Regions from separate parts of the Sus scrofa genome. Here region 1 is linked to region 2. The links are chromatin contacts, called in public promoter capture Hi-C maps. All regions are on one chromosome and are shown on one strand. The core of a region is the stretch at or near the end of the contact, and the rest is flanking DNA. Distances in the headings are between cores, read along the strand shown.

Region 1 (6,409 bases), core at 3,888-6,387, 42 kb before region 2:
TCTCATCTGTAAAATGGACATGACAGTGGCCACCTCAGAGTTAAACAGGACAATGTTAGCAAAGCACAGATCCTGAAAGAAAATTAATTCTCAAAACTGGTAGCTAATATTAACTTGCCCCAAGTGACTCTACTAGGGGGTAGGGCAGTAGAGATTTGAACCCAAGTTTGTCTGAATCCAAAACCCACAGGAAACCTTTTCAGTTTCCCATATTGTTATGGGACTTGGGGATGGCTATTCCCAGAGATCTTCTATTCAGTGGGACAGATTTGCCTGTTGCCTGTTGTCTGGCCATAAGCCCCATGAGGAGAAAGGAGGGGAGCCCCCTTCAGGTGTGTAATAAAACCAACAAACACGCTGGAGCTTACTTGGCTGCATACTTACAGAAGATAGATGATATTAAGACTCCCAAACAGCTTCTGGGTAAATTTTCTAATGAGGTTTTTGATACAGTAAATATCCTGCGACTCTGTTCTCCGGCAATGAACCACTTCTACCTTGCCTCTGGGAGAGGTGAGTACTGACATTTTTTATCCTGTCCCAAAAGAGAGGAAAACAGCCCACGGTTAGCCTGAGATGACAAGTTGCTCTGGTTACAGTATTTACAAAATGAGACATTCATCCAATCTCCAGGTGGTCAGAACAAGCATGGCATAGAGTGCCAGTGGGACGTGTCCCTCTCACACCCGTGGGGATGGGCTGTGACAGTGTCCCCCAAAACCAGCTAACACATGTTTCTCCAGGAGAATGATGTTTCTGAGAACTGGCCTGTCTAGAAAAGTCTGCAACTATGTCCTTTGTTTCCAACAAAACTGCTTTAAAATATTCTAACAAGAGGAACACTGAAAGGAAGTATTTACTGATTCAGGGTCCTCTCCTATTTAATCATGGTCAAGAGTTACAGTGGAAATACTGACAACAGCTGCCCATGTTCCAAACGTGTTTTGTTTTTTTTTTTCAAACATGTTTTTAAAAGCAAAACTTAGGCTTTTAAAAGCAAAAAAAAAAAAAAAAAAAAGGCTCCAAACTGGAGCCCTGAAGGGCAGCAATCCTGAGGGATATTTTGAGGTGAAAAGAGTCCTATGGTCAAATAAGTATGAGCTCCCTGTTGGCCTAGTGGTTAAGGATCCAATGTTGTCACCGCTGTGGCTTGGGTTCAATCTCTGGCCCAGGAACTTCCTCATGTTACAGGCAGAGCCAAAAAGAAAAAAAGAAAGAAAATAAATGCTTCTTGCAAGGGCCTTCCTCAGGGTGCACAATGTCCATTAAACTGTCTGAGACATTCCAGGATTAAGCACCTGCTTTCAGGGGAAGAGGAGGGAGTGGGATGGACTGGGAGTTTGGGGTTAGTAGATGCAAACTATTGTATTTGGAGTGGATAAACAATGAAATCCCGCTGTATGGCACAGGAAACTCTATCTCATCACCTCTGATGCAACATGATGAAGGATAATGTGAGAAAAAGAATGTATATACTTTTTGGGTCACTTTACTGAACTGCAGAAATTGATAGAACATTGCAAATCAACTATAATAAAAAAAAATTTTTTAAGTGCCTGCTTTCTTTGTAGAACTCAGCCTCTCCCACAGCCCCTCTGGGGAGACTCTTGGATGACTGCAACAGTGGAGGGTCTCATGTTCAGAAAAATGCGCTGGGTACGCTGTCCACAGAACAGTGGGCCACAAAATGATTTCAACCTTTCTCTCAATGTCTCGCTAACTCAGTGGGTGTCTCTCCCCACCTCTCTCTCTTTTTCCTCTCTTCCTTTTCCCTAAGGAAAAACATCTGATTAATGTTCTTGGCCAGTAAGCTCCAACACAGGAAAGTTAATTTTTGCCATTGCACAGACTTTAAGAGCAGTATGGGATTATTAATAACCATTTCTCTCCATGGTACAATGTAAAGTCTATAATGTCTTGTTTATCACATTACCTAGAATGGTGTAATGCCTTTATTGAAGAATCAATGAGATGTAACAAATTGTGAGGACATATTTTATATAGTTACACTGTTTTTTAACCAACTTAGCATTTTATATTTTACTTATTTTCAGAGGGTGTATTATTTTTGTTATTCTTACATTAAGTTATTCTTTTTATTATGCTATATAAAATACTTAACGATATATAAGGCTTTCTTCTTTATAAATTTTAGTTGCATAATACACACAATTTTAATATAATGCTAATTTCTAAAGAAAAACTGAAATGTAATAGATAATACTAAATAGTAAAGATGAAAGCCATACAAAATGGGATAAAGTATAGAATAAATTTCCTATTTGTCTCAGTATATTTTCCATTCAACTTCTCCAAAAAGAGTCGTTTAATATGTTTCTTAAGATCCATGATATAATAATCTGTGTGAATGTAATTTAAATATATGTATTTTATTTTGTAAAAAAAAATTTAAAGAACAGGCATTCTTCCTAAACCATGCAAACCAATCACTAGATATTATTGAACATGAAAAGAAAATTGTATACAGTGATGAATATATTTGCTTTAGAATTAGTTAACTAGCTAGTTACTTACAATTATAAAAGAGCTATGAAGATACAGCTGAAGGGTAAGATTTCAAATGTTCTTTAATTACTGTATGATAGATAGTTTCTTACCACTATGCACTCAGAATTGTCAATTCAAACTGTTTCCAATTTGAATTCTATCAAGTTTTCTTAATTAGTTTCTAACAAGATTTGCTTCATTAATGGAGTTTTTATTATTGTTGTAATTAAAAATAATTATGGGAAAAAAATGTAAAAAAAAAAAAAAGAGCAATATGGGGCATTCCCAGCCCCTGGAGGGCTGGCCCAGGGCACGCCCACTGGTTCTCTCCTCCAAATGTAACTGCTGTGTGGACTTCTGTCACACAGACACTCTTTGCCATTTTTTAGGCATCAGAAAAATAGAATTATACAGTGTGTATGGTCTTTTTTTAGGGCCGCACCTGCGGCATGTGGAGGTTCCCAGGCTAGGGGTCTAATCAGAGCTGTAGCCGCTGGCCTACATCACAGCCACAGCAATGCCAGATCCAAGCCATGTCTGGGATCTACACCACAGCTCACAGCAACGCCAGATCCTTAACCCACTGAGCGAGGCCAGGGATAGAATCCGCAACCTCATTGTTCCTTGTTGGATTCATTTCCAATGCACCATGATGGAAACTCCTATGGTCTTCTTTCAAAATACAGTATTGTATCACTTGGCTTTTTGTTGTCTAGATAGATACCTGCTCAAATTTCATGAAAACTGTACTCTAAAATTTTTTAATTATGGACACAAATTTGACTTTTATATAGTTGAGGGCATCATGAGATATTCTTTTAGTTTTCTCTCAATTGTTTAAAAATGTTTTTAAATGTGTTAGCTTGTGGGCCACATGAAAAGAGATAATGAGCTGAATTTGGCCAATGGGCTATAATTTCTGGATCACTAGAACAGTATTTTAGAAATGTAGAGGTAAAAATAATCATTAACCTGGAATTCTGTACCTAGATTAGTGATCATTAAAAAATGAAGGTGAAAAGAAAGACAATTCACTACAAGGACTGAAAAAAACTACCATTCAAATTACCTAGATGAAAGAACCAGTAAAAGATATATATCAGGAAGAAGAAAAAAAAATCAAAAGTGGACCGCAAGATGAAATCCTGGGGAAAGACAAGTAAATGAGCAGGTGTATATAAATAAACACGGATGAGAAGAAGAAAAGCAATAACGTTGATAAATTTTGCTTTTAAAAAACAGCTGAATTGAATCCACATACAATTAAATGGAAGGATGGCAATCAGAAAGAAAACATTCTAGGTGTTTGTGTCTTTGAGAGGCTGCTATAGATGATTAAACTTTGTCAAATCAATTGTGTATAGTTACAATCTGAAGAGAACTCAAGGGAAATATCTTTTTATTTTAATAGCTATTTCTTTCCTTAGGTGACTTCTATCACAGTTATATAAAATCTCAATTTATTTAAAATTTGAAAAGTGAGAAAACGTTCAATATTTAAATAATAATAAGATGTACAGAAACTATGGCAAACGTTTTTATATTGGTTACAGGTGACTTCAGTCTGGGAAATCAGCATAAAATTTCTTCTGCAAAGGTGGATGTGATCTGCATACATAAATACATAAATATATTTTCCAAACACCAAAAGAGGCTTTCAACTGTCAATCTTTTAAACAATGAGCTATCAAGCCATGACAAGACAGGGAGGAATCTAAAATGAATATTACCAAGTGAAAGAAACCAACCTGAAAAGACTACACACTATATAATTCTAATGATATGACAGTCTACAAAAGACTGCCATTGAAAAAAAATTAGTGGTTACAGGAAACAAAATGGGAAGGAGGGATGCATAGGCGGAGCACGGAAGATTTTTAGGGCAGTGAAAATGTTCTTTACCATTCCATAATGGTGGACAGATGGCACTGTATTATTTGTCAAATCCCACAGAATGCACAACATGACGAGTAAACCCTATGTAAACTATGAAGGTTGGTTGATGAAGATATGTCAACATAGGTTCCCTACGCTGGTGGTGGATATTGATAGTGCAGTGGCTGGAGTCCAGGGCAGGAGAAATAGGAATTTTCTGTACTTTGCATTCAATGTTCCTGTGAAACTAAGCCTGCTCTTAAAAAATAAATTCTATTTTTAAAAATTCTCTTAATCATTGGCACACACATATTAATTTTTGTTTCTGAAAGCAGTTCAAGAAATATTCCGACTAAAATTTACTGAGCACATTACTTATATTTTTCTTTTTAATCCTGGTGAAATAGATATTATCTGCGTCTTATAGTTAGGGACATCGGGGCTAAGAGAATTGATGAAATTAAGGCACAAAGAAAATTTAAATATGTTTATCTGACCACAAGATTGGCATATTTGCTATTACTCTGACGATTTATTTTCACTCTATTTCTATTATCTGGCTTTTAAAAACCTTCAGTTACTTTAAATTACAAGCCTTAAAGTTAAGTATTTAGTCACAACTAGCCAGAAACCAAGAGAGAGTAAATCTCAAAGACTACAAAGCCTAAAATGCACAGCGGCGTCGGGCCGCCTAGGAGCCTAGCAGCTCGCCGCTCGGCATGCCGGGAATAGCAGTTTTTCTGGCCAGCCTCTTTTTCCACGCCCTCGAGCGTATTGACCGGAGCCGGGTTCCTATCCCCTTGCCTGGCAACAGGGCTCCATAGATCCACCCATCCTCGGACGGGCATCCCAGTCCCGGAGACGACCTGTGGATGAGCGACCGGCGCCCTGCACTTTCCCCACGTCCCTACCGGGAGCCAGCACTATCCAACTCACCTGCAACTCCAGCCGCCGTGCTCCGCCCACGGCTCCTAGGAGGACGCGCAGACCGTTACCACAGAAACGACGTTGCCTCCGTCACGGCGCCGTCGGGAGGTCAAACGTCCCCCAGCCACTTCCGCTTCCGGTTCCGGGATCCCGATTGTTTTCGGAAATCCCTGAAGTGTAGGCGAGCGTTCCCGGTTGGTTTGTGGGGTCCCGGGCTTGCCCGAGGTCTGACGCTGCAGCCATGGCGGCCTCCACCGCGGCCGGGAAGCAGAGGATCCCGAAAGTGGCCAAGGTAGGCGGCGGCGCGAGCCTTGAGGGAGGAGGCCCGGGAAGGGGGTTGGCCTGGCCTCCGCGGTTCCCGGGGCGGGAGGCGTGTGGTCCAGGGAGCCGGCCAGCCCCATGTGGGGCCGCGGGAGAGCTGGAGGGGAAGGGTCAGCGGATGGGGGGCGCACCCGCGTTTGCGTGGCCATCGTCTCGGAAGGCATTTTTGCGGTGGGAGGACTGGGGTCGTTCCACACAGACCAGCTGAGCCAGGTAGCGCGCTAGGCGCTGGGGAGCTCCAACGAGGGCGAGCAAGGAGCAGCTTTCAAATAAGATACAAGTGTAAAGTATCTTTACAAGTATACAACCTTGAATGCTGCTCAGGCCACGTGGAACATGCCGTGGCAAACTGGGCTTGTGTGAGGGGTCTCAGAGTAGACTGCTGAGAAGTGATACCTAAACCGACCCTTGAGGCGGAGTAGAAGTTGGCCAGCTGAGAGTGGATGGAATGAGAGTAGATGACAAGACCTGCGAGTTAGCATAATTTAAGAAGAAATCTGATTTTTCCTTCGGTGGCTAATACTTAGTGAGTGCTTAATATGTAAGAGGCTTTGTCCTAAGCCTTTACAGATACTCTCCCTCCAGTCTGTTTCTCCAGCCCAGGTGTCTTTCTTGAGCCTTTATCCACTTAGATGATGATTCTTTGAGATACCGCATATAAAGTGCATAGCACAGCATCTGGCACTTAATGTTCATTAGGTATGAGCTATCATTTTATTATAATCATCACTCTTCGCATGACACTGAACAATTATCAATTCAATTCCACAAACTTTTA
Region 2 (6,370 bases), core at 2,469-4,968:
TGCTGCTGCTTTACAAATTCTAGTTAACACATCGTGTCGACCTTCCACCTTCTAAATGGCAATTAACTATTAATGGAACTGAGGACCATCCAGGCATGTCAATCAAACAGGGGTAAAACTACCCCACCCCCCAACGTCTGACAAGGGGCCTCTATCTGCAAATTCTTCCTCCTTCTACCTAATCCCACCCTCTAAACATGGGCACTGTCAACACTCTGGCCTCTGCTCCCTATTCTGCATTCTTGCCTCCCTTCCCCACCTCTCCCATTCCCATACTTTTAATTTTGTTCTCAGAGGAGCCCCTGAATCTGGCTCTGGTGCTGAGCGCCTGCCCCTACAGCATATCCAACCACAATACTCCAGAGTCAGCGTTTCTTAAAATGCATTTCTGCTTTGTCTACAAAGAGCTCTGCCCTCACTTTCCTATTCAATTAAGGGAATCACTATTTTGCCAGCCCCAGACCAGCCAGCTTCAACTCTTCTCTTGCACAGTCTCTTCCTTGAGGCCCCTAACAATGCCCAGCAGTTCTCAGAACGCCTTTACACTCAAAAATTACTGGGACCCCAAAGAACTTTATGTAGGTTATAGCTATTGATATTTAATTTTTTAAAAACACCCCTTTAAAATAATAAGTTACATATTAATGTAGCTTTTTTAACCAAAAAAATCACTTTATTTTAAAGAAGAACAAAAACGAGCGATGACAGCACTGTTTTAACAATTTTACAGATCTTGTTAATGTCTGGCTTAATAGAAAACAGCTGGATTCTCATTGCTGCATCTGTTATGCTTGTTGCAAGATCACACACCTGGAGAACTCCACTGTGCACTTGTGAGAGAATGAGGAAGGCAAAAAAAAAAATCTCTAGTGTCATCATGAAAATGGCTCTGACCTTGCAGAACCCCCAGAACAATCCTGAGGAGCCCTGGTGCACACTTGGAGAATCACGGATCTAATACAACACAACGTGGGATGTGAATCACCTTCCCAGGCCTCCCAGTTCGCCCTTAACGTCCCCCTATTTCCATCTCAGCTGCTCCCTGTTTCAGTAAGACAACAACAGTAGGAAGAAAGCTTCACCAAGATCCCACCCCAACCCACCCACCTGAAGCATCTGTACCCACCCTCCATGTGCTCTCCTGTACTAGGACTGGGGCACTGGTGGGCAGGTCCCATAGCCCTGCTCCCAGAAAGACATGTACACGTGTGCTGCATGCTTGGCCACCCACTATGGCTCACAGCTGCATGCTCCTGAAATGCTGCCCCAGCTCGGCCCCACCTCACTGGGCCTCAGCTCCTTTAACACATGATGCCCTGGAGCGCCAACCTGGAGCCTTTTTTTCCTACCCACATTCATTCCATTACTGATGTCCCCTAGCCGCCTGGTTTTAATACCATCTACGTAGTGTTGGCCCCCAAATTTCTATCTTTAGCACAGAACTAAACATGAGACTCTCCTGCCCAGATGCCCACCTGACTTCTCCACCTGGTACCAAGTGCACTTGGCAGAGGCCCATGTCCTATGCTGGTCTCTTCAAGGTCCAGCCCTTTGATCCAACCTCGTGACCTCACACCCCCACACTCACCCCTGCAGCCACACTGGCCACCCGCCGCAGCCTCCTGTCTGAAACAGCAGTCTGTGCACTAGCTATGCCCTCTGCCTCGAAGTACCCATCCCTCTGCTCCTCTCTCCCCCAATGGTCTTTCCGCAGTGACCCCTTCCCTGAACACCTTACCAGAAGTCAAATCCCCATTCACTTCCTATCTCCCTTTCCTGCTCTCATTTTTCCCTTTGTACTGAGCACTAAGTTCTACATGCTGTATTTTCTCACCTTGTTTTCCCCTCTAAAAGGTAAACTCCAGAAAGATAATTTTTTTCCCCTGTTCTGTTCACTGCTATGTCTTCAGCACTGGTGCACAGCAGGCATAAGATATTTTTCCAAGAATACAACATTTGTTAAATTAACTGCAATGTTTCCACATCCATTGCTTCTTTCACACCCTGAGTGATCCAAGGAGTTCTTGATAGAAGTGCACTAAAGTGAGAATTAGGAGAAAATGAGGAGGACAAGGAGTCTCCCTATTGGCATATTCTGAAGAGCCCTTAATGAGCTAGGTGATTCTCTGAAATCAGATATTTTGTTATAAATAAATGATCCTGCATATTTTCTTTCTACTCTATTCCTTTTCATATATAAGCACTGGCCCTTCTTAGGTCTTCAGTTAGGACTGATTCTCCCAGAAGCTTTGCCTCTACTCCTGAAACTTCCAGGCAACTGGCACCTCCCAGGCCTGCACTTCCCAAACCCAAGCCTCTGTCAAGCCACCATTACCAAAGCGTCTTAAAAGGCTTACCTGCTAGTATGCCTCCTCTTACTGCCTCTCACTCCTCACACCGCCTCCCGCTCCTCACAGCTTGTGGTGGGGAGCTCAGGCTCCAGAGCGGTGCTCTTCACACAACTAAGAATGTGCATTTCCAAAAAGTTCCCCGGTGGTCAGGGACCTCGCTAAGCAGCACAGCCCTGGAGTCAAATGTCCTTAAATTTGACTCCTTGCTTCCTGCCGGCAGGAAGGCTCTCCCACCAGGGGCAATTCACACTCAGTACTTTAGTTAATTCACACCAGATGGGATAAGAAGCGCATCCACACACAGCGAGACCTCAACACAGCCTCAGTTACGCTCCTCCGACTGGGAGAGGCCCCGGAGAAAATCCCCAACAATGGGGCAGACCAGTCTCACCAGTTTCTCTGACCTCCGAATTACAGAACCGGCTACTACAGTCCCTCACCTGAGAGGTGTTGGCCATTCCTGAGGCTCTCACCTCCACACCTGCGTCCTTCTCCAAAACCTCCCTCCTCACCACCATCAACACTTACACACCTTCCAAGGCTCAGCTACTTTTTGAATGTTTCTAGCTACCTCGTCTCGAGTTCTTTCCATGCTCCTGACACTTGAATCTGAACTACTTGGTCCTTAGTTTTCACGTGACTACCAGAGTATCTTTAAAGTGGATGTGGGATTGGTGGATGCGTGGATGGATGGATGACGCCAGTGTAGCACTGTAAACGATAGAGTCGGCTTATGAGTCTACAGTCAACTTCTTAAGTGTTCAGAAATTTTCATAATAAAACGTTTGGGAAAAAAAAGGCATGTACAAGTCCCACACCCCGACTTAAGTCGGACGCAAGGAAGTGCGCACCGTGGGCCTTGCCGCCCCCGACTCCCCCGCAGGAAGCGCAGCGACAGTAACGAAACGCACGAAACTGCCACTCCGCAAGAACACAAGTGGACCTCCTCCTCCAAGCTGGGCGGCACCGCGCGGGTCCCCGGCACCGAGAGGACGCCGACCGGAGACGCGGGACCGGTCCGCGCCCCCTGCCCGACGGCCCCGTGAGGCGCCGGGACTGCACGCGTTGGGCTGCTGTGGGACGTCCGCGCCCGGCCAAGGTCAGCGGGGCGTCAGCACGTCCGTTCGGCCCGGCCTCCTCCCTACCCCGACCCCGCGGCCCCGGGGACGCAACGGCGGCAGCATGGCCATGGTCAGGGAGCGCGGCCACTCACATATTGTTGAAGCGGAACAGGTCGTCGCACGTGAAAGCCCGGAGAGTGGTCATCCCGTCGCAGCCGCAGGAGCCGGCCCTCCGCGACCCCGCGCACTCCCCGCCGGAAGTCGTTCCGCGCGCGGCCGCCGCGGGGCGGAGCGCAGAACTGCTTCCGGGCCAAGAGTTGCTCAGCAACGGTGGAGGCGACGCAGCTCCCTCTGGTGGCCAGAGTCGGGAACTCCTGGGGAGTCTCCGGGTCTTTTTCAGAACTTCACAACCGCTCGTTGGGAGTGACTGGGGAAGCGGGCAGGGGGATCCCCCAGGAAGGAGCAGAGACTCTGGAGTTAGGAAACCAAAGCGGTAAGATTAGACAGTGAGTCCAAAGAGGAATCTAAACTGCACAAGGCCATCGGGAATGCTGAAACGTATTTACAAGTAGATGTAAGTCGGTGTACACAAAGCAGCAATCCAGTGCATCTCCTCCTGGACACGCACGATGCATGTGCGTTTCAGTGGTCAAGAATCATTTTTATTACTACCCATTTTCTGCAGTTTACAGAGTTAACCGGGATGGATGTAGCTGGCAGGATCAAAACTGAATAGATTACAGAGCATCAGAGAAATAAGGATACCAGGAGTTCCAGTCGTGGCGCAGCAGAAACGAATCTGACTAGGAACCATGAGGTTGCCGGTTAGATCCCTGGTCTCGCTCAGTGGGTTCAGGATCCGGCAGTGCCTTGAGCTGTGGTGTAGGTCGCAGACGCGGCTTGGATCAGGCGCTGCTGCGGTTGTGGTGTAGACCGGCAGCTGTAGCTCAGATTAGACCCCTAGCTTGGGAACCTCCGGATGCCGCGGGTGTGGCCCTGAAAAGGCAAAAAAAAAGAAAGAAAGAAAAAAAAGATCACACACACACACATATAAAACCTCACATCATATATGGTAAATACGTTTTCAACTTTTTTGTTGTTGTTGTCTTTTTGTCTTTTGGGGGCTGCTCCCGTGGCACATGAAGGTGCCCAGACTAGGGGTCCAATCGGAACTGTAGCCGCCAGTCTACGCCACAACAACTCCGGATCCGAGCCGTATCTTGAACCTACACCACAACTCACGGCAACACTGGATCCTAGACCCACCCACCGAGCGAGGCCAGGGATAGAACCCAGGTCCTCATGGATTCTAGTCGGGTTTGCTAACCACTGAGCTACGACGGGAACTCCACGTTTTCAACATCTTAATCAAAATCGTTGAGGTTGAAGTCATATTTTTTATTAGAATTTTCCATTTAGGGCACTGTTGTCTCTTTGTAATTTAAAGATATAATGCTCTTTGTCTCCTCTGTCTTCCTCTCTTGATTATGTTTCTTGTATTATTGTGACTTTTTTAGAATTTATATATACATCTGTGTTACAAATATGCATCCTCCAGTTAAGTCTGTAATTCAAGGGATGTAATACTTGCTGCCACTTTTTTATTACAATTTTCTCATTCCCTTTGTTTTGATTCATTTATGGGTTGGTTGGATTTCATTACAGTGTTTTTTTGTTTGTTTGTTTTCTGCTTTCCTTTGCTTTGTTTTCCAGGGGCCCCATGGGGCTGATGCTCTGTCTTCAGAGCTCCTTAGTCTGTGAGAGATGTCGAGTTAGAATATTGGCTGGATATTCATGGATCTCATATCCTCCCACCCCCGAACTTTGTAAACATCATTATTCTTTTGTCTTCCGGTGTTTAAAGTTTCTGGGGGAGAAGAGTAAGTCCAGCATGAGTTTTGTTTTCCCTTTTATGGGTGACTAAGTTTTTGTATTAGAAGTGAGATTAGAAATAAAACATTCTTAACAGTGCATATGTTTTAAACCTAGTGCATCTTTGACAATTTCAGCAGTTTAACACAGAAATTTACAAAAACAAAACAAAAATCAGGAGTTCCCGTTGTGGCTCAGTGGTTAACGAATCCGACTAGGAACCATGAGGTTTCGGGTTTGATCCCTGGCCTTGCTAAGTGGGTTAAGGATCCGGCGTTGCCGTGAGCTGTGGTGTAGGTCGCAGACGCAGCTCGGATCCCGAGTTGCTGTGGCTCTGGTGTAGTCCGGTGGCTACAGCTCTGATTTCGACCCCTAGCCTGGGAACCTCCATATGCCCCGAGAGCAGCCCAAGAAATGACACCAAAAAAAAAAAAAAAAAAAAAATCAAAGCTGAATTACTCCTACATAGCCAGTGGGAATGTCAGATGGTACAGCCTCTCTGGAAAAGAGTTTGTTTCCTTAAAAACTAAATACGCAGCTACCATTTAGCGCAGCAATTGCACTCCTGGGCATTTAATCCAGAGAAATGAAAACTATGTTCGCACAAAAACCTGTACACAGATAGTTAAGCCAGTGCCAAAATTCTATAAACTGTGTGATTCCATTTATATGCCATTCTGGAAAGGAGAGAATTATGGGAACAGAAAACATCATGTATTGCCAGGGGAAGGGGTTGGGAAGCAGAAAAGAAAGTTTAGTTCAGGACTGATCACAATGGTGGCTCCATTACTGAACAGACCTGTCAGAATTCATAGCTCATAACTGCAGAGGGTGAATTTTACTGTATGTAGCTTATACCGTAAATATACCTGACTCTGGAGTTCCCTGGTGGCCTAGCGGTTAAGGATCCGGTGTTGTCACTGCTGGGGTCACTACTGTGGCTTGAGTTCAACCCCTGGCCTGGGAGCTTCCACACCCCATGAGGTATGGCCAAATAAATAAATAAACAAACCTGACTTTAAAAAAAAAATCACTCTAGTTTCCATTATTGTCCCCAGCATCTCTGTAACTGTAAGAAGCACAAAC

What was found. Promoter capture Hi-C pulls out the DNA fragments that hold promoters and counts their contacts.
Region 1: a promoter capture Hi-C map of liver shows a contact between it and region 2, with 2.8 times the contacts expected there. The contact joins the promoter of CRNKL1 here to the promoter of NAA20 in region 2. A contact is called at or near these places in 1 of 5 promoter capture datasets (liver), 5 of 47 Hi-C or Micro-C datasets (epiblast stem cells, heart right ventricle, liver and 1 more) and 1 of 2 datasets of contacts at active chromatin or transcription factors (alveolar macrophages).

Annotation. Positions count from the first base shown.
Region 1 is chr17:28,110,599-28,117,007 of Sscrofa11.1, reverse strand. It overlaps CRNKL1 (crooked neck-like protein 1), which reads left to right and starts at 5,137. Exons shown (of 14, transcript XM_021077415.1): 1 at 5,137-5,602. The coding sequence starts at 5,552. It overlaps CFAP61 (cilia- and flagella-associated protein 61), which reads right to left and starts at 5,390. Exons shown (of 27, transcript XM_021077413.1): 1 at 5,320-5,390; 2 at 385-535. The coding sequence starts at 527.
Region 2 is chr17:28,067,500-28,073,869 of Sscrofa11.1, reverse strand. NAA20 (N-alpha-acetyltransferase 20) reads right to left here and starts at 3,718. Exons shown (of 7, transcript XM_021077417.1): 1 at 3,565-3,718. The coding sequence starts at 3,617.